7 separate regions of the Mus musculus genome follow, and all the other regions are linked to region 3. A link is a contact called in public Hi-C, HiChIP or PLAC-seq and promoter capture Hi-C data. All regions are on one chromosome and are shown on one strand. Each heading gives the region's core, a stretch centred on a gene start, on an enhancer-like site or on the middle of the called end of the contact. The rest is flanking DNA. Distances are from core to core; before and after follow the strand shown.

Region 1 (2,700 bases), core at 76-2,575, 650 kb after region 3:
ACTGCTACACTGCCATCTTCCACATCTAAGGGTCTCACAGATGTGGAAGATGGTAGTGTGGTGGTAGATCTGCCCACCTATGAACTTGCCCTTTAGAACTTGCGGTTTCTCCAGGCCACGGGCTTCTGCTCCGCCTTCCCTCTTCCCATCCCCCTCTGCCTCTGCGTCCTCTCTCTCTGAAACCTCCTTCTTCTCCCAACTTTCCACTCCACCTTCCTCTTTTTCTGCCCAATCTTCAGCTCTCCTTTGTTTTACAAATTAAGGTGGGAAGCAGGTTTACAAGAAACCACCTGAGTGTTGACTCATTCCGTGTTCACAGCTACTCACAGGAGAATGGAATTAACATCAAATATAATTAGCCCCAGGGCTATCCAAAACATGTATTTTATTTTTTAAGATTTATTTTGTATTTTTTAAAATCTTATGTGTAGGTGTATGGCCATGTGTATGCATGTGCACCTGAATGCAGTGCTCATGGAATCTACAAGAGGGCAACAGATTCTCTGAAACTGGTCCTGTGTAAGAGCAGTATGTACTTAACCACTAAGCCATCTCTTCAATGCCCTGAGAAAAATCTGTAATACTTCACTGTTCATAATGCATGTAATGAGAGGTGCGTGACTCTTCAGCGTCTCAGCATGTTACTGCTGAGAACAGAGAACTGTCCAAAGACTCGATCCCTGAAGGAAGGAAATTAATGGAGACGGGAGGAAAGAAAACCTGATGGTTTTAGACTTAAAAAACATGTCCTGACATGGGATAAGCCTCAGAATACAGGCAGCTTCAGCTGTTCGGGGTTAGAGTCAGAAACTCTTTGATGCACTTTTTTCTCTAAATGCCAGGATACCGTAAATATCCTTAGGGTCATGAGGAGCACAGAAAATAATTTGAGAAAATACACCACTTATACAATATTACTGCCTGGAGCAGCATGCTGTTCTTCTGTAGCGGAGGAGTCTAAGTATGAAAGCCACAAGCATAGTACAACGGCTCCGTGCATAGATCCTACTCTGTCCACTGCAGAGGAGAAGAAAGAATTCCTGACTTCAATACGCTCACTCGCTTAAAATATCATTCAAGACATCTCACAAATGAAGGACATAAGGGGAAAATAAAATGCTTTTGTCATGATTCCTGGGGAGACGGAAACTAACATCTACTACCCAAGACAGGAACCAAAGATGTCCGTCTTTTGTCAAGGCAACACCAAAGCCAGCTGCCGAGCCAGACTTTACCGGGGTGACTTACAGAAGCAGAAAGGACTCAAAGACAGCTCCACCACCAGAAGCCCACGAGCTGAGCTCACACGCTGAGCGCCTGCAGTTCACTGCACAGCCTGAAGGCAGCTCAACAGGTCAGTGTCTTTTCTGGGTAGCTCAATGGTCTGGGCTTATCAGGTCTCAGCCTCTCCCCAGGAGCTTGGCTGCTGGGCCTCTTCTAGGCTTCAGCCTGTTTGAGAGTCCGTCTTAGCAGTCCCTACCGCTTATATATGCTTGAGGAGTAAGAGGTCTAGAGTATCCAGTCAGGCTCAGAAATGTCCTGAGCCTTTCTAAGCTTACCAACCCACCTTCCTCCAAGATGGAGGCTTTATCTTAGAGGAAATAGTTACACAACCAAAACATAGACTGTACAATGTAGAAGTGCGCTAAACTGTAATGAGTTCAAAATGGGCATACATTAAATACTGTGGGTACTCACCACTAACTGTGGTGTCAGACACGCTCTGACACATTACTGTTCTCTCATGCTATTTCCTCAATACCAAGGAATATGTTAAAGAGGCCTCAGGGTACTAGGCATACAGTTTACAGCTATAAAACAGCAAAGCACACCTACAATATTGGCAATGGCATTTTTAAATGTAAAGATGAACAGATTATGCCAAGTATCTCCAGGATTGGGGATAATGAGATACTATCTATCCTCAAAGAGCTCAGCTTGTCTGGAGAAACCACCAAGTCTGAGGCCAGTATAGAGGTTAACAAACGGTAAGGCCTTCAAAAGAGACAGAGCTGAACTGAATGCTAGTGTGAACTCATAGTCTTCTAACTCAACTGAAGACATGCACAGTCAACATGAAGACTGTGCTTACGGCGGAGTAATATTGAACACACAGTCAATGCTACCGTAGGAGCTAGGGGAAAGGCACAGGGGCACAGTGCTTGCCCTGTGTGATGGTTTGTATATGCTGGGCCCAGGGAGTGGCACTACTGAGGTGTGGCCTTGTTGGAGTAGGTATGTCACTGTGGGCGTGGGCTTTAATAACCTAGTCCTAGCTGCCTGGAAGCAGCCTTCAGATGAAGTTGTAGAACTCTCAGCTCTGCCTGCACCATGCCTGCCTGGATGCTGCCATGTTCCCTCCTTGATGATAATGGACTGAACCTCTGAACCTGTAAGCCAGCCCCAATTAAATGTTGTCCTTTATAAGACTTGGTCATGGTGTCTGTTCACAGCATTAGAACCCTAACTTAATGTCTTAAGTAGGAGAACCTGAGTTCAGATTCCGAGAACCAATGTAAAAGAACCACTAGGCATGGTGGTGTCTGTAGTCTCAGTGGCCCTGTGGTGGGATAAGGAGCTTCTGTAGAAACAGAAGCTCTAAGAACAGTAAGCATGGCTGTGCAGGGAACCAGAGCCTGACTCCAGGGGGACCGTGAGGACTGTCCTGACATCTCCGTGTGTGCCCTGCATGTGCTCTGT
Region 2 (2,772 bases), core at 86-2,585, 580 kb after region 3:
AGAGGGCTCTGTTCTCTGTCCATAGACAAGGAAGCCTGCCAGTGGTGGAGAGCAGGGCCTATGCAAAACAGGGGGGGTTCTGTGGGCAGAAGGGATGGACCTGACTCCAGGAACGCCCATAAGAGACGGGCAGGACTGGGAGCCAGGAGCAGCCAGCGCAGGTGTGTGTAGGTTTCATAGTTTGCAGGTTAGCAAACAATTCTCGCTTGGCAGGCCAAGAGGGAAATAAAGGTTACCCCGTGGGTACTTATACAAGAGAAAACAAGACAATTTTTGGTTGACCAAATTCAGAACTTTATTTGAGGATGCTAAAGTTTTAATTTCTTAAACTTCTCATGTCAGAACTATTGTTCTTGTTTGTTTCCCAGCCATTTAATAATGTCTTATAAAAAAAATCATGCTATTTCTATTTTTGTACCGGGTAGTACCAAACCAGGCAGTCAGGATTTAGGGGTTAGTCAGGGTCTTTCTACTCAAAGTAACTGTCTGGCTGGTTCTGAGGATGATGGTTTGTTTTCAAAGCTATTTTCAGTTGGGGTGAACTCAATAGGCCTGATCCAGTTGTTTCACACCTGGATCCCTGGCTATCTCTAATCCTTAACAACTAGCTGAGGTTTTAAGACAGAAAGCTGAACTGTTCTGTATCTGTTTCCTCCCATTAGGAACCCAATGATATTCTTGCCTTAATGAAAAAAAAAAAAAAAAAAAACAACAACCGAAAACAACAACAACAACAAACCAAACAAACATTGTTTGATCAGGGACAGGCCCTTGCCACCTGCCCCTGGGACTGGTCCAGAGCATCCCTAAACACACTTGCGACCTTCGAAGCAGGTGCATTCTGTGATGTCACAGGATGAAATGAGACGACTGTTCTTCGGGTACCAAAGGAAGACAAGTTGCCCTGAGCTTGGGACCAGTTTCTCCTCTGAGCAGCCAGGTTAGGTATGCAAAGAGCTGTCGGAAAAAGCAGCTGGCAGAGTCCTGGCTCACTGGTCTCCCTGTCCCCAAGCCAGCCTTCTGTAGCCTCTTGCTCCCTGCGGTGCTGGAAGCACCATCCCAAGGGACCCGTCCTTAAACTACCGCTGCTCAGTAGCTGCTGGCCGGACCTCGAGGATTACCGGCTCATACCAAGCGCCCCCAAACTTGCACTCGAGGGCGCGGCTGAAGTTCTCCCTCGAGGCGCCTAGAATGGAGCACTAGGTTGCTGCTGCCACTGTTGCTGGCCCGCTGGGTGGGGCGGGAGTTGGCGCTCGCAGGGACTGGGGCTGGCCGGACAGTTGCGCAAGTGGCACTGGGGCAGTTATAAGAGGGGCAGGCAGGCATGGAGCCCCGGAGGGATCCCTGCTCCAGCAGCTGCAAGGTAAGGCCCGGGGCGCGCTACTTTCTCCTCCACCAGTCTTTCTAATAGCACCCCATCCAGCTCTGGAAATTAGAGAAACTGAGGCAAGAAGGAGGTCATGTGGACAGCTTGGTGTTGAATTCAGTAGTTTTGCAGCGAGGGACTCTGCAGACAGAGGGAAGGCTGTTGGGAGCTGAAAGGCATTAAATTCCTGGCTGGGCCGGCCTGTGCCCACAGGGCACCAACCTGTTCTTGCAAAGCCAGCCAGGGCTCCAAGCCTGTCTTTGGTCTGCAGACTTGAGATGGTTAGGTTTCCCACAGCGTTCAGATGGAAAAAGCAAGGCTGGACGTGTAGTGAGGCAGCCACAGCTTTCCGCCTTCCTGAAGGCCAGATACAACCTTGCTTTGCTGTTGAGAGTTCATTTTCCAGTGAGGGCCTACCTAGTACTAAAACTACTGTTGAATACAGGTGGGTAGAAAAACTGTCAGGAAGAACCCAGTCCCCTCCCACCTTCACCCCCAACTTGAGCGTGCACACACAAACACACACACACACAACCAAACAAACCATCATCAACAATAAAAAAGCTAGGGCTCTCTCCACATCTGTCCCAAAGCCATTCAAATTCTCTTCTTTGGGGAACAGAACAGCAGATTGTGGAGAAGGCTTGTAACCTGCACAGTTTTTGCTGGTAGGCATTTCTACCCAAGATGGTTAAATACACGTTGCCAGCCTGAGGTCCCTGCATGCCCCTCCTTCAGCTTTCTTTCTTGCTGGGGTTAGTATTACTGCATTGTGGGTATGGTGCCCTTACACTACTCTATGTCTTACTGGGTGCATTAGATATGCCACGATGCCCTGTGTACATTGCTGCTTGGGAGAGGACAAAGCAAGCCAGTCATTTCTATTGGGAGCATGGGACTCAGGAGAGGCAGGCAGAGGGCAGGGATTTGGTGGCACCATCCTGGGAGCATAGGCTCTCTGAGCACTCTTTGCAAGGTGGGAATGGAATTCCAGTAGTGAGAGTCATATTTTTCGTAGAGTTTGTGATGGGCAGTGGTCAGCTGGGGCTGGGGGAGAGCATCTCTGACCTATTGCTGATTTGTACGGTGCATGGAACCAAACTTGAAAGGAGGCATGTCTAACAGTCACTCTCCTGGTGACTATAAGGACCACACTGATCATGTATTTCATTGAGGCACGAGAGAAGCACCTCTCTCTCTCCCCCTCAGACTTCTTTTTTTGGTTCTTTCCTTTCTCAAGCACTCAAGATACTGGGCTTAGGGGAACATGCCCGTGTTGGCTAAAGAAGCATCCTTCTCATATTTGGTAGATCTCAAACCCAAGTAACAAGTTCTTCTTGGTATCTGGGGGGAATATTTTCCTCCTTCCCCCCCACCCCCCGTGTTCCAGGAAAAAGCTCAAAGAG
Region 3 (2,700 bases), core at 104-2,603:
CAGGCAGTGTATACTGTGCATGTTCATGCTCCACGTAATTTGGTTGTTAGGACTGACTAGTAGGATCAATGGTTGTGTAGAAATAGAAAATTAGTACAAGCAAAAGAGAATTAACTGGCTGAGTAGGGGGGAAAGGACAGTAACTATGATCAGAAAATGAGATGTTTGGAATTAGTTTCAACTGCTTCAACTATCCTGGAGAGAGTGGCTACACTGTTGCAAAGGTCAAATTCACTAAAGATGAGGTCTTAGAGCTGAGCTACCAGTGTACTGGGCAACCCCTCAAAATTGTTTTATATATGTGTGTGTGTGTGTGTGTATCTATCTATAAAGATCCGTTTTCTCTTTTGAATAGGGTGAATTCGTGGTACAGACTTGGCTTTGGAGCTATAGGAAGATGCTGACCCCAAAACTTGACCCTGATTTGAGACATGCGTGACTACTCAAACTTCTTAAAACAGGCTATAGTGGAAGTAGTGTCTTTAGCGTAGGTCCAGGTTTTATTATTAAATAATACATACAAGAACCTGTGCTCTAAAACGGGGCACTCCAAGACCATAAATTCTCCCTGAATATCCACTTGAATATGGCTTTCCTGATCCACCTCGAGCTGAGATTAGCAGTGAGTTAGGACTGTCTCCCGCTCAGCCCTGGGATGGCAAATCCCAAGGTTTTTCCTAACCTCAGTTGGAGCAGGAGGGAAGGAGCCGAAAAACGAGGCTATTCTCAGTGTGCAGGACGAGTCATCCTCTAAGAGATGCTTATTGCTTCCATCAACAAACATGAGCGGAACTCACAAGCACTAAACCCCAGTGATACTCCGGACCACCGGGAGATTCGCGGCCACATTCCGGGTCAAGACTAACATCAGCAGGTTACCCAATGGCGGCGACTTTCAAAAGTTTCCTCTGCTTTGCGGAGGTGAAACGTCAGAACTCTGAGAGCAGTAAGGTTCCTTTGGGACGGCCCCAGGCCCTTGTCGTCCAGTTCCGGTGTCCAGCTCCGTACACGTGGGCGCTTTGCCGCTTGAGGGGCGGGGCAGGAGCAGAACCTCCGCTGGAGGGCGAGGCCCGCCCCGCCTTCGGGGCTCCCATGGCTCCCCGCGCACCACTGCCAGATGCTGACGTGTCCTTTCCTTCCCACTACACCTCCCGACACCACCTTCTCAAGACTTCCCCGGAAGTCCCGCCTCAAAACCATCCCGTCACCGCAAATCAGCTCTTTCAGCGCTTCCTGGAGCTCCGCACCCGTTTTGGGACCAAAGGGCGGAGCTTCATAAAGAGAGTGCCTATTGGCTTGAGTTCCAGCGGGTTCTGGACGCTAATTGGCTAGAGGGCGGTGGCGCTCTGGCACGCTTGCGCGGCGAGTAGAACGTGTGGCGGCGGCGGAGATCGCGTCTCCTCTTTTGCTCCCAGTCCCGCTGGTGTTCTAGTGTGCGCCTGGCGCTTCTGTCCAGCCCACCGACGGTAGCCTGTCGCCTGCCTGCTCCTTGTCGCTGCAAGCGCCGACACCCACCCTGACACTTCCAGTCCGGCCGGCCGCCCCACTCGCTGCCTTTCCAGCTCCACACATGGCCTCCTCCGCGCAGAGCAGCGGCTCCTCCGGGGGACCCGCGGTCCCCACCGTGCAGCGGGGCATCGTCAAGATGGTGAGAGCGGGACCCTGGACCCGGACCCCTCTGCTGCTTTGGAGCAGGAGCCAGGCATTGACTTCCTTCTCTCCCGTCAGCCTGCATGGTCTCAGTTTGCTTTTCCTCTGCCCCTTCCTCACTCTCCACCTACTCTCCGAATCTTCACCAGGCAGAACCCGAGAACGAACTTATCTTGACTTTTGCCTCCCGGGCAACCTGTCCATGATTCGCTCGCTGTGATTTTCGTGGGTCGCGGCTTTCGGAGCCCCTACCTGTTTACCAGAAGCAGGTCTATTACCGGTTCATTAACGGAGATAGTTCACGGATAGTTACTCCCATCCCCCTCTTTCTGTCCATTTTGACATATGCCGATTAGTTCGCAGTTTCTCTAGATCCGGACATCTTTTCCTGGAACCCCGGGAGTGCTTGGCTGTCACGAAGCTTGTCTCTGTCCACTGACTCACTTATTCACCCAAAGTTTTCTCAACTCTTTCCCCCTTTTATCTCAATGTCTAGTTTCTAGGCCTGGAAGCTCCTGATTTTCGTGTATTTTTAAATTAAAAATTTAGCCTGGCAGGGATCTTATACTAAGTAGCATTTCTTCACTTCTTAAGGACAAGGAGCCTGTTTTTAAAGAGAGTAACTAACTTGCCTTAAGGGCACATGGCGGTTTGGAGTGGAGCCAATAATAAGAGTCCAGGTGTTCTGATTCCCTGTGTAGGGTTCTTATTATAGATCCTGCTCACTTACCTTTGCTTTCTTTATTCGGAATTTTGAATTCCATCACCTCCACTTCCACACTAATTTTGTAGCATAAGTTCTGTTCTATTTCTTATATTGTTTCTCCTTTTTTTCCTCCCACATCTTGAGGTCTGACATTTCTCGTTTGTTAACAGATTTTTCTGTTTAAGATGGCTGTGATCTTTTCGATTGCTTTTCATATTGTAACTCCAACGACTTTTCTCTCCAGAGTGGAAGACAGTTTCCCCAGAGAGCCAGTTTTTGAAACTTTTTTTGTTTTTGCTGTCCCTGTTGTCTTTCTCAGGATTAATATACTCTGCAGGGGGATC
Region 4 (2,700 bases), core at 93-2,592, 790 kb after region 3:
TTCACTTAGACCTGCCCCTAATTCTTGAGGGCTTTCCCCACTTGAGGGCTTGTCCCAGGAATCTTTTCTGAGATTCCCCCTTTGGGTCAGCACCTCTCCTTTGCGTTGGTTGGAGCCGGCAGGTGACTGGTAAGGCAGGTCAGTTTCCAGGTATGAAATCTAGACCATGACCTCCTCCCTCTCTAGTTCAAGCAAAAGGCAACTTTAAAAGAAAATAGCTTATTTTTAAAGAAAAAAAAATAATCTAAAATCCAATGCCCTCCCGGGGTACCGGAGCCACTGAAGGCAAGGCGATCCGTCCAAACGCCGTAAAAAGCCGAGACCAAAGCCAGGACAAATATTTTACTTTCATTCGGGAGGGCTCGAGAACAGTCGCAGGTACACTACAAGAACCTGACTCAAAAAACAAAGGAAGGAAGGGAGGGAGGGAGGGAGGGAGGGAGGGGGAGAGAGAGAGAGAGAGAGAGAGAGAGAGAGAGAGAGAGAGAGAGAGAGAGAGAGAGAGAGAGAGAGAGAAGAGAAGAGAAGAGGAGAAAAGGAAGAGAAGAGAGGAGAGGAGAGGAGAGGAGAGGAGAGGAGAGGAGAGGAGAGGAGAGGAGAGGAGAGGAGAGGAGAGGAGAGGAGAGGAGAGGAGAAAAGGAAGAGAAGAGAGGAGAGGAGAGGAGAGGAGAGGAGAAAAGGAAGAGGAGAGGAGAGGAGAGGAGAGGAGAGGAGAGGAGAGGAGAAGAGAAGAGAAGAGAAGAGAAGAGAAGAGAAGAGAAGAGAAGAGAAGAGAAGAGAAGAGAAGAGAAGAGAAGAGAAGAGAAGAGAAGAGAAGAGAAGAGAAGAGAAGAAAAGAAAAGAAGGGCTGGTGAGATGGCTCAGTGGGTAAGAGCACCCGACTGCTCTTCCGAAGGTCCAGAGTTCAAATCCCAGCAACCACATGGTGGCTCACAACCATCCGTAACAAGATCTGACTCCCTCTTCTGGTGTGTCTGAAGACAGCTACAGTGTACTTACATATAATAATAAATAAATCTTTAAAAAAAAAAAAAAAAGAAAAGAAAAGGAGGGCGGAAGGAAGGAACTCCTGCGGGGCCTTCCCACACTGCCCGGGCGTCACTTCAAGTACTGCATCCAGCAATGGGGGAGGGGGTAAAGGCGCCTTTTGGCTCCTGATCTTCTAGAAGGCGGCCGGTGAGGCTGAACCTCATGCTGTTCACTCTGGACTGCAGTGAATCAACCGCGAGCCGCGTGCTTTCCGTGACTCCCCGAGAACTCTGCGGCGACGCTGCTGACGCAGGGCTGGATGGCCAGCGGACGTGCCCCAGGGCGAGCTCGTGCAGGTTCGGTACGCGTGCGCAGTCTCCGAGGAGCCTCGCCCAGAAGGGGCGGGGCTTTGGGAGGTCCGTTTGTCTTTGGGGCTTATTTCTATCCAGAGCAGTGCCTGCGTGGAGCTTCCACGTTGCGACTCAGCCGACCTTCTTCCTTACTCCTGCACGACCTGGTGTGACTGTGAGCAGCCGTCTCTCAACTTTTCCTTCTGAGGTAACTGGCCCAGGACCCCCCAGGCCGGAGGCCGAGACATGGATCCCTTGTCCCATCGGTCGGGCTACTTGCGTTCGAGTCAGGGCTTTGCCTCCACCGGCTCTCTCTGCGTCGCCCAATCTATGAACTCCATGGGCCACCTTTGTTTGCCCACCAGGTTTCACCAAAGTACCTTAGCCTTCCCTTCCTGTCACCGCTTTAGAGTGTTGTGTAGTAACTGCCCCTTTGAAGGCTGAGTTCTTGTCTGTAGGACGACCATGTGGCCCAGAGTACCTTTCAGAGTGCCTGAGCTATTTAAAAGCATTCAAAGATGTTTGGATAAATTAACTAGATTTGACTCTTTGCTATTTTCTGTTTGCTACTTTTTGTTTTGTGGTACTCCGAATTGAACCTAGAATCTTGTATGTGCTAGATACAGCTTATACCACTCACTGGGGTGCATTACCTACCAGCCCCTTATGTTTACTTTTGAGACAAGGCTTCACTAAATCTTCCAAATTAGCTTTGCATTCTCTATAGCTCGGGCAAACCTTAAACATGCATTCCTTCTGCCTCAGCCTCCTTCATAGCTGGGATTACAGGCTTTTGTCACCCTTATCGTTTATATTGACGATATTATATTCAAGAAGTTTATAAATCCCCTGGAGGTGGTGGTGGCGGCGCGGCGGTGGCGGCCCGCGGAGGCCCGCGGACACCTTTAATCGCAGCCCTTAAGAGGTAGAAGCATGGAGGATCTCCGTGAGTTCGAGGCCAGCCGTACAGAGCTAGTTCTAGGACAGCCTGAGCTACACAAAGAAACCATGTCTCTGGAGGCAAAAAAGTTTGTAATCAACTTGGATGTATGATACAGGAGAAACTTAGACAGGTTGTTTGCTCTAGGACATATCCCTATTTCTTATTCTTGGGGCACTATGCTAGGGTGGGCAAGCACTCTATATACCACTGAGTTATATTTCAGCTCACTTTTTTTTTTTTTTCGAGGCAGGGTTTCTCTATGTAGCCCTGGCTGTCCTGGAACGCACTCTGTAGACCAGACTAGCCTCTAACTCAGAAATCCTCCTGCCTCTGCCTCCCAAGTGCTGGGATTAAAGGCGTGCACCACCATTGCCCTGCTCCACATTTTACTTTTTGAGTCAGGGTCTCACTAAGTTGCCCATGATAGTTTTAACTCAC
Region 5 (2,755 bases), core at 60-2,559, 680 kb after region 3:
ATCCTCAAGGTTGCTGTTTCCTGAATTCAGACTGTTTTATCCCCCCAGTTCTTAGTTCACTCTCCTCAAACAGGTCTTCCCTAGCCACCCTATCTACACACACACATTCCCTCTTTTGACTTTTCTCCTTAGCATAAATTTATCACCATTATCAACATATAGTTTGGCTATTTGTTGGCTGTCTTTCAAACCATAAGTGTATGAGAACAGAATCTGCGTCAGTGATTTAGTGTCACACACCTGTTGTATCCTAAGGGCAGCCAGCAATGTTCTAAAATACAGTTGGCATCCAACAAGTAATAAATAAATAAACAGATGAATGCATAGGATGTGCTAACGTGCTAATCAAACTGAGTCCTCTCACTAGCCAGATCAACTCCAGACCATTTAATGTCTTTAAAGATTATATTCCTTTATTTAAAAAAAATGGGGTTAAGGCTCTTTGTCCTATAAGATTGTTGAGAACATTAAGTAAGTTAACCCATGTCAAACTAAGCACTCTTCCGGCCTAGCAGCCATCTCAATAAGCCGCACTGGTGCTTTATTAAACGTTACTTTGGGATGTTTGTTGAAGACGGGGTCTCGCTATGTAATCCAAGTTGTCCTGAACTCGCTATTATATAGACCTGGCTGTCCTCGAATTACCAGCAATCCTCCTGCCACAGCCTTCCCAGATGCTGGGATTACTACCATTACTCCAAGCTAATGGGCCTGCGTTTGAACTCCTGAACACGCGTAATAAAGGGGAAAACGCAATGGAAACGTTAAGTGAGTGCTTTGCCTTTCATAAATCAACCTTATTGGCCGATCTCCAGCTGAGTCCGTTTAGAAAAGAATCTTAGCTCCCGGTCCCGTACTTCTGGAGAGAGCAAAGAACTTGCTGGGATGGCTCACGTCATTAATCGGAGGATTCAGGAGGCAGAAGCACACGGGCTACCGGTAGCGAATCCGAGGCCAGTTAGGGCTAAAGAGTGAGAGCCCTGTCTCAAAACAAACAGATCATAACTATAGAGCTCCCTGAAATTGGGTTGTTCCCATACCTTTGCACATGCCCTCTGCACCATCCCACTCCTTACCTTTCTCTGTCACCACGAAGCACTGCTTCACCGGACCCACCTGACTGAACAGCTCTTCCAGCTGATCGCTGCGAGCCGAGGGCGGGAGACGGCCCACGAATAAAGTCAGACCGGCCATGAGACCGAGAGACAAGCGCGTGAGGCTGCGAGCACCTCACGCCGGCGCGAGCGAGGGCTGGGATGAGCTCTGGCAGGAAGGCGGTGCCGAGTTGCCGGGAAATTCAGGAAGTCCTCTTTGCTCAAAAGAGTCCGGGAGGAAACGCAGACTGGAAGGAATAGTTCCGGAAAGAAAAAGAAAAATGACGTCCTGGGGGCGGAGCTTCTTGAACGACGGTCTCTGTGCAGTCCCAGCACCGCCCCCGCCACTGGGGGAAACTTGACATCAACAGCTTAAAATTCTCTTAAAATCTTTCATTTAGGAACTCGACCCCAAATTCACCAAAGCAGGCAGAAGTCATTTTCCCCCTAAGCCTGCCCTCATCTGACATAGAGTGGGTGTTCAATAAGTTTTTTTCTGAAGAGTTGCCACATATCACGCGGGGGGAAAAAAACACATATGCAAAACGTCATAGACACAAGCATGTAACATACATAATTTGAACTAGTCACATGTCCTCAGAAAACATGAGACAAACTGTCACTTGGCCGCAGAGACAAATTGTATCTACTAAAATCCCCAGAGAACAAATACTACGTACGAAATCATATTTTCAATTCTTACTGATTGAGCTCCTACTTATATATTAGGAGTAAAATTCATTGCCGAAAAAAAAAGACATGGTCCCTGCCGTCATATAAAATAGAGTCCAGAGTGAGAGACAGACGTTTATTTTTAAAATCTTACAAAATCTCTGCAAGATCACATCAGAGCACACGGAAGCCAAACATAACACCCAGCTATATGCACAGACCTAGGATGCACTGCTGCCCAGAGACAGAAGATCTTCATTTATGTCTGTTTATCAGACAGACTGGAGGCTACCCACAGTGTTTAACACTCAGTGGGCTTCACTGTCTGTCTTACATGGAAAAATGCTGTGCTTGCAGAATGCCTAGCTGCAAAAAGTACCCTAGGCACTTTTAAAGTCTTTACTTTTAAGTTACAACAGCTCAGTAGGTAGAAAACACCACAAAAGATGAAAGGCACAGTGAAAATCCCCAAGAGTTATCCACATTCAATATAATGGATGGACGGATGGATGGATGGATGGATGGATGGATGACGTGTAGGTAGTAGTGGTGGGAGGAATGTGCTAAGCATGAAATTTATGAAGTCCTAGTAGGCTTCAAATAATTAATATGTGCTTTTAGAAAAAGAACCCCCACCACAGTTATATTTTAAATAGATAAATCAGAAGAAAAGGCACTGAAATACAAAACAGATTGTCAAGGCTACCATAAAGTCGATCCTATCTTACATAAAAAGTAAAGTGGGCAAAAGAAGTAGAATCTTTTAAACAAAATTGGTTTGGAATTCCACATCCTCCTCAAGAATCAAATTCTAAGTGGGGCAGTGGTGGCGCACGCCTTTAATCCCGGCACTCGGGAGGCAGAGGCAGGCGGATCTCTGAGTTCGAGGCCAACCTGGTCTACAAAGCAAGTTCCAGGACAGCCAGGGCTACACAGAGAGACCCTGTTTCGGAAAACAACAACAACCAAGAATCAAATTCTATCCTCAA
Region 6 (2,767 bases), core at 15-2,514, 870 kb after region 3:
ATCTGACTCCCTCTTCTGGAGTGTCTGAAGACAGCTACAGTGTATTTACATATAATAATAAATAAATCTTTAAAAAAAAGAAAGAAAATAAAGTAGCTCTCAATGAATACATGTTTTAATTTCATGGCATTGAGTAGGTGATGGGTTTACTAAGGTTATATAGTTCAGTGGTAGAATGGACAACTAGAATCCTGCACAGAGTCTGGGTTCAAACTCTCCTGTCCCCCGCCCCTCCAAACAAACAAACAAAAAAACAAATTGCTAATTTCCTATGTTTCTTTTAAATCAGGGGCCTTCAACGCAACGGGTTTCTTCCATTCAGTTTCTTCTATTCAGTTCACTTAGTATTGCTGAGAATTTCCTTGGACCTGGGCTGTAAGCTGGGAGCTCCTGATGTGTAAGTCAGGCAGATCTTATTTTGGCACTTGGTCTAATCGAAGACATAAGGACAAGCACCGTTATTAAACAATATCTGGCTGCGTACTGAAAATGCAAACTGCCAGGAAAGCACATGCGTATTATCTGTTTACTGACCAGGAAAGATTCCTAAAACTAACACCTTAACTGAGCACTGGCAACTTCACGACTACAGCTTCCCCTAAGACATTCCAGGATGACAACCTGTTTCATGACTGATGGCTTTCAGTAGCTGAAAAATCGAGAAAACATACTTCAGGCAGAGGAAGCCGCTTTGTGGACAAAGACCACATGGGTGTAAAATGTAAGGCTGTAAGGCTGTTAGGGGAGGCCGGGATCATGATGGTTTAGGCAGAGATGCGAAAGAGCATGGTGGGTGAGAATCGAAGCTGAAAGGTGCGTGTTGGCGGGGCGGAGAGCTGCTCAGTAGATCTGACTCTAGAGCCAGAAGTTGGGCTCATTCGCAGTGGGTGGTGACGTTACAGCGGGACTATTCCGGCCCCAGGGGCTTGGAGGCAGGAAGAAAGCCATCGGAATTACACTAGAAGCCTAGGGAATCAGGGTTGCCTGCCGTAAATGAGGTCGTTGCGGTCAGTGGGCCAAGGTCAGCGAGCCGCGCCCACACACCCAAGAGCAAGGAGCTGGGACTCAGAGTCCCCACGGGCTGGGCAACCCGAGCTGGGCGGGAATCCGGTCCACGCAACTCGGCGCGCTCGCGGGGACGTGGCGATTTCCAGCCAATCCCGGCCACGCGATTGTGAGACCAATGGCCGTACGAAGAAGCCATACGTCAGCAGTGATCGTGCCGGGGATTGGTGTGAAGACCCCCGACAAGTCGGATGGGGGCGGGGCCATTAACCACTTCCGGTTGGGCGGTGCTTGTGCGCGGGAGCTCACTCCCTGGGTGAGCCGCAGCCACGGTATCCTGCGGCGTGGAGCTCCCGGGAAAGGTAAGTTCTGTGGTGCTGGGTGGGTCCTGGTTCGCTCTTATTCTGTCCGTCGGCCCTGTTCCCCATTCGTAGTGGGTGTCCTCACTCCGGTCTCAGTGCACCGGGATGGGCCCGAGGCTCCACTCTGGCCCTCAGAGTGCGGTCCCCGACTTGCTGTCCCGCAGCTCTGCGGAAAGGGTTGTAGCTCCCGGGCCCTGCGCCCTCCTGGGCACCGTTTTTGTGCCTGGTTTCGCGCGTCCTTGATCTCCTCCCCGGGTTCCTCCACTCAGTGTCCCTGGGACTAGAGGGTCACTTTTGTTTGTTTCCTGAAGGTCGGAGAGAATTGGGTAGAGAGTTTTAGTATCCGCTCCCTGCCACCTCGCCGGACTCTTGGGAGCTGCCACCCCGCCCCAAGGCCACATCCCGAGAATTGAGTTGCAAGTGCCAAGAAAGAAAGTGTTAGCTGTCTTACAGGGTGTAGGAACATGGAGAACAAAACGATTGAAAACATAATGTCATTATTTTTAAAACTTCTTGTTAATTAGAAAAGAACGTCGCAGTTTTCTATGTTTGGCTGGATATTGTCATTAATGGAAATAGTTTTCACGTGTTAATTAGGGAGTTAATTACCTTTAAGTAATCACGGGTTTTTTGCTTGTCATTCCCAAGTGTTCTGATTTTTGATATGCTGTATACAGAAGTGAGCTTAATTTTAATTCGCGATAGTTGCTGTAATTAAGAGTGGTTTGCATTTTGTAAAGTTCCTTTTGCATGAGTGGGAAAGATCAGTGGATCTGCTAAGACTTTTGGTTCTTTGATCGAAATTCCTAAGCGTTCAAAGCCTTGGAACAGGGTTTTTTAAGAATTGCATTCACTTCCTGTCATGAACCATCAAGTCAGCATTAATAAGTTGGGAATGATAGCGCTCCAGTTTAATTTAACATGAAGGTAGAGTGACCTGGAGTGGCTGATAATTATTCTTTGCTATACCTGAAAGCTGACCCAGGAGAAGTATATATTTGACCTCATTCAGTTAGATTTAAGTATCGAGCAATAGTCACTGCTAAAGAACTTGTGTTCTTCTGTCCAAATGTGGGACCAGAGAGAACCTATTACTTGTGTGTAAGATACCTATTACTATTACTATGTCTGTCTGGTCCGACTATGAGTTTGGCAGTGTTTCAGGGGTCTCCAACAGGATATTTTGAAGATTCAAAAGGAATCATGAGCTCATAAAAAATATAAAGTATGTGTGTATTCTTCTCAATGTCATTCTCAATCATGGTTGGGCGCCATTCATATAGTGATATGTTAATTGATGTGTTATATCATTGCTTCAGTACAGGAGACTAATATGTTAGTATTAGCTTAATTTTTTTTTGTAACATAGATGTGCCAGGGATGTTTCCGGAATAGCCAGG
Region 7 (2,700 bases), core at 27-2,526, 530 kb after region 3:
GGCCTTGTCTCAAAAAAGGGGTGGTGGTGGTGGAGAAAAACCCAGCATGAAGTAATTTAGCAAGACAAAAATGAGGAATACATAAAGCCAGGTAGAGTTTGAGGGGTCCTGCAAAGGAAGCAGCTTGTATGTTAAACACTAGGGGAGCCATGGACCTTTGTTGAGACATTGAGAAATGAGTGGAAAAAGAAGGTAGTAAGCCAGGGCCAAGAGAATAACACTCCCCACAGTGGGAACAGCAGCAAAGAGCCCAGCAAGTCAGGAGTCTGATGAACCATAGCAGGCCAGTGTGGGCAGAGCAGAGTGGCCACCAGGAGCTTGCAGGAACAGAGGGGCTTGAGATAATTAGAAGCATGGCAGTAGTGTAGCTAGCAAGGGTACATCGAGGTGTGAGGCTAAGAGGAAGGTCTCCTTTGTCTTCCTTACCAGGGCATAGTCGTCCCCCCCCTAGCCACCCCCCCCCCCCCGTGTGAGTGGTCACCAGTCTGCTCCCAGTAGGGGCTCTAAGTCCTGGAATCCTGGGATCATGCAGTATTCCCCACCCTAGCTTTATCTCCCTTTCCTGTGGATATTCTCGGTTCCTTTTATTTTTATCCAGACTTTCTGGATTGGCTTTACTTTGTACACAATCAAATTCACTTGTCCACTTTGATATATTTAGTATTTGTGTGCTCAACAAGAGCCCATCCCTTTGGTGATGGTGTTATTCCGTCTTCTCGTCTGCTTCCCTGTTGCTCAGATAAAACACAGACTGAGGCCCACGTGGGAGGAAACAGTTGATTTGGTTTACCGGTTACAGTCCATCATGAAAGGAAGCCAGGACCCGAGCTCCAGGCAGGAACTGAGGCTGTTGGCTGTTCAGCTACCTTTCTTCTACCTCCCAGGACCACTTGCCCAGGGATGACATTCCCAGGGGGCTGAGCCCTCTCACATCGATCAATAATCAAGGCAAAATCTCCCCGGACATGGCCACACCCGAGCTTGGTGCAAGCATGGCCACATCCCAGCCTGGTGCAAGCATTCCCTCCGTCAAGGTCTCCTCCTTTCTTATGACTCTAGTTTGTGTCAAGTTAAACTAATCATAACAAATGTCTTTGTATCTTTTTATACACTAGGCCTTCTAGGACTCCTGGCCTTAGGCCACTGCTGATCTTTTTGCTACTGTGTTTTCACCTGTTACATAGACTCACATAGTTTGAATCAGGCAGTACACAGTGTTTCTGTGCCTGGCCCATTCCTCTTAGCATAATGTTCTTAAGAGTTCTCATGCTAATACGGCTATCAGTGCCTGGCAAGGTAGCAATTAGAATGCACTTCCTTAACAGTCAAGTCAGCCCCTCGGTCTGGTCTGCTTTCTAGAAAGTGTGAGCGGTTACTGGGAAATGGTGATGCGCTGGATCCATTTTGCTAATATTGACACGTGTTTGACTTCTTCTAAGATGTATTTATTTACATACATGTTTTATTCATGTGTGTGTGTGCCTTCGTGAGTTTATGTGCATCGATGCACTACTACAAGCCATAAGAGGGTATTGGGTCCCTGAAAGTAGAGTCACTGGTGGTTCTGGGAGATCAGTAAGTGCTCTCAACTACTTGGCTATCTCTTTGGCCCCATATATTTGACTTGTATATATTCTATATATCCAACAAAGTTATTTTAATAGTTGTCTTTAAAACAAGTCACAAAGGAAAAGTAACAGCCTTTTAAAATTACCCCATGTATCTAACTTCAAGTGTTCCTCTTTCTCCCTGTAGGATCCCAGTGTCTCTCTGGTGTCTTTCTATTCAGCTTGAAGAACTCCCTTTACCAATGGTCATATGGATAGCTGCAAACCACGAACTCTCTCAGTTTTTACATTTCTGAAGGTTCAATCCTTCGTTTTTGAAAAATATTTTCAATAGATACATAATTTGGAGTTAACAGGTATTTAAGGGCAGGGCTGCTTGTTTTCTTTCAACATTGGAGAAAGGTGTTCCCCTGCCTCCTCCTCACCATCTCCTGTAATCTGTAGTGTTAAGATGTCCCTGCACCCCTCCCCCAATTTTTAGCTTTAGTTTAGAATTTGAGTCATCTCTCTAGCCCCTATGCCTGCCTGCCTGCCTGCCTGCCTCCTTCGTTCCCTCCCTCCCTCCCTCCCTCCCTCCCTCCTTCCTTCCTTCCTTCCTTCCTTCCTTCTTTTCTTTCCAAGTCAGGGTTTCTCTGTGTAGCCCTGACTGTTCTGGAACGCTTCCTGCAGAACAGGCTGGCCACGAATTTGGAGATCCACCTCCTGACACTGCCTTCTGAGTGATGGGATTAAAGACATGCACCACCATGCCTGACCTACCCCCCCCCCCGCCTTTTTTTTTTTTCAAAATAAGCGTTTTTTATTTATTTGCTTGTTTGTTTAGTGTGTGTGTGTGCACAGGCACATATATGTGCACAAATATGGGTTTTGAAGATTGAACTCTGGTTGTCAGGCATAGTAGAAAGTGAGGCATCTTCCTGCCCCACTGGGTCTTTTTTATATCTACCGTTTTTTTCCTGTGGGAATTTCTGTGTGCACTCATGCAAATTTCTAAAGTTTCTTTTCTTTTTTTTGCAAATGTATTTATGTGTTTATTGTGGCATTATATTTACTTATAAAGTACTCACTAACTATCAATTATAACAAAAAGCCCTCACCAGACCTTCACAGTAGCTCCATGAGGAAGTAGTTA

What was found. Promoter capture Hi-C pulls out the DNA fragments that hold promoters and counts their contacts. Hi-C and Micro-C count contacts between places; a contact is called where the count stands out from the background. HiChIP or PLAC-seq counts read pairs in DNA pulled down with a chosen protein or histone mark. Capture Hi-C pulls out chosen DNA fragments and counts their contacts.
Region 1: an H3K4me3 HiChIP or PLAC-seq map of embryonic stem cells shows a contact between it and region 3, with 5 times the contacts expected there. The contact joins the enhancer-like site here to the promoter of Snd1 in region 3. A contact is called at or near these places in 5 of 39 promoter capture datasets (the 3T3-L1 cell line, frontonasal cranial neural crest, hippocampal neurons and 1 more) and 6 of 115 datasets of contacts at active chromatin or transcription factors (the 230-238 cell line, bone marrow-derived macrophages, embryonic forebrain and 1 more).
Region 2: a promoter capture Hi-C map of embryonic stem cells shows a contact between it and region 3, with 3 times the contacts expected there. The contact joins the promoter of Lep here to the promoter of Snd1 in region 3. A contact is called at or near these places in 1 of 39 promoter capture datasets (embryonic stem cells), 5 of 115 datasets of contacts at active chromatin or transcription factors (the NIH/3T3 cell line, the SCID.adh cell line, embryonic forebrain and 2 more) and 1 of 9 other capture datasets (pancreatic islet).
Region 4: an H3K4me3 HiChIP or PLAC-seq map of the 230-238 cell line shows a contact between it and region 3, with 10 read pairs. The contact joins the promoter of Hilpda here to the promoter of Snd1 in region 3. A contact is called at or near these places in 5 of 39 promoter capture datasets (3T3-L1-derived adipocytes, the C10 cell line, liver and 2 more), 1 of 484 Hi-C or Micro-C datasets (CD8 T cells) and 5 of 115 datasets of contacts at active chromatin or transcription factors (the 230-238 cell line, bone marrow-derived macrophages, embryonic stem cells and 2 more).
Region 5: a promoter capture Hi-C map of liver shows a contact between it and region 3, with 3 times the contacts expected there. The contact joins the promoter of Rbm28 here to the promoter of Snd1 in region 3. A contact is called at or near these places in 8 of 39 promoter capture datasets (the 3T3-L1 cell line, 3T3-L1-derived adipocytes, the HPC-7 cell line and 3 more), 1 of 484 Hi-C or Micro-C datasets (CD8 T cells), 13 of 115 datasets of contacts at active chromatin or transcription factors (the NIH/3T3 cell line, astrocytes, bone marrow-derived macrophages and 8 more) and 2 of 9 other capture datasets (adipose tissue and liver).
Region 6: a Hi-C map of memory CD8 T cells shows a contact between it and region 3, with 11 times the contacts expected there. The contact joins the promoter of Calu here to the promoter of Snd1 in region 3. A contact is called at or near these places in 3 of 484 Hi-C or Micro-C datasets (CD4 T cells, embryonic stem cells and memory CD8 T cells).
Region 7: an H3K4me3 HiChIP or PLAC-seq map of embryonic stem cells shows a contact between it and region 3, with 7 times the contacts expected there. The contact joins the enhancer-like site here to the promoter of Snd1 in region 3. A contact is called at or near these places in 1 of 39 promoter capture datasets (hippocampal neurons) and 13 of 115 datasets of contacts at active chromatin or transcription factors (craniofacial prominence, embryonic basal ganglia, embryonic forebrain and 6 more).

Annotation. Positions count from the first base shown.
Region 1 is chr6:29,131,961-29,134,660 of GRCm38.p6, forward strand. All of the region lies in intron 14 of Rbm28 (RNA binding motif protein 28), which reads right to left. Among named protein-coding and RNA genes, the nearest start is that of Gm25589, 20 kb to the left of the region's middle. Within about 2 kb of position 1,326, at least 9 of the 459 cell types and tissues checked have an H3K27ac peak or open chromatin away from gene starts, as enhancers often do. A contact at or near this core is called in embryonic stem cells, where this site is marked.
Region 2 is chr6:29,058,886-29,061,657 of GRCm38.p6, forward strand. It overlaps Lep (leptin), which reads left to right and starts at 1,336. Exons shown (of 3, transcript NM_008493.3): 1 at 1,336-1,363. RefSeq lists promoters at 575-1,344, 1,177-1,344.
Region 3 is chr6:28,478,995-28,481,694 of GRCm38.p6, forward strand. Snd1 (staphylococcal nuclease and tudor domain containing 1) reads left to right here and starts at 1,354. Exons shown (of 24, transcript NM_019776.2): 1 at 1,354-1,648. The coding sequence starts at 1,571.
Region 4 is chr6:29,271,284-29,273,983 of GRCm38.p6, forward strand. Hilpda (hypoxia inducible lipid droplet associated) reads left to right here and starts at 1,343. Exons shown (of 2, transcript NM_023516.5): 1 at 1,343-1,527.
Region 5 is chr6:29,163,415-29,166,169 of GRCm38.p6, forward strand. Rbm28 (RNA binding motif protein 28) reads right to left here and starts at 1,310. Exons shown (of 19, transcript NM_133925.2): 1 at 1,077-1,310. The coding sequence starts at 1,194.
Region 6 is chr6:29,346,842-29,349,608 of GRCm38.p6, forward strand. Calu (calumenin) reads left to right here and starts at 1,265. Exons shown (of 7, transcript NM_007594.4): 1 at 1,265-1,367.
Region 7 is chr6:29,004,730-29,007,429 of GRCm38.p6, forward strand. No RefSeq gene overlaps it. Among named protein-coding and RNA genes, the nearest start is that of Mir129-1, 17 kb to the right of the region's middle. Within about 2 kb of position 1,277, at least 6 of the 459 cell types and tissues checked have an H3K27ac peak or open chromatin away from gene starts, as enhancers often do. A contact at or near this core is called in embryonic stem cells, where this site is marked.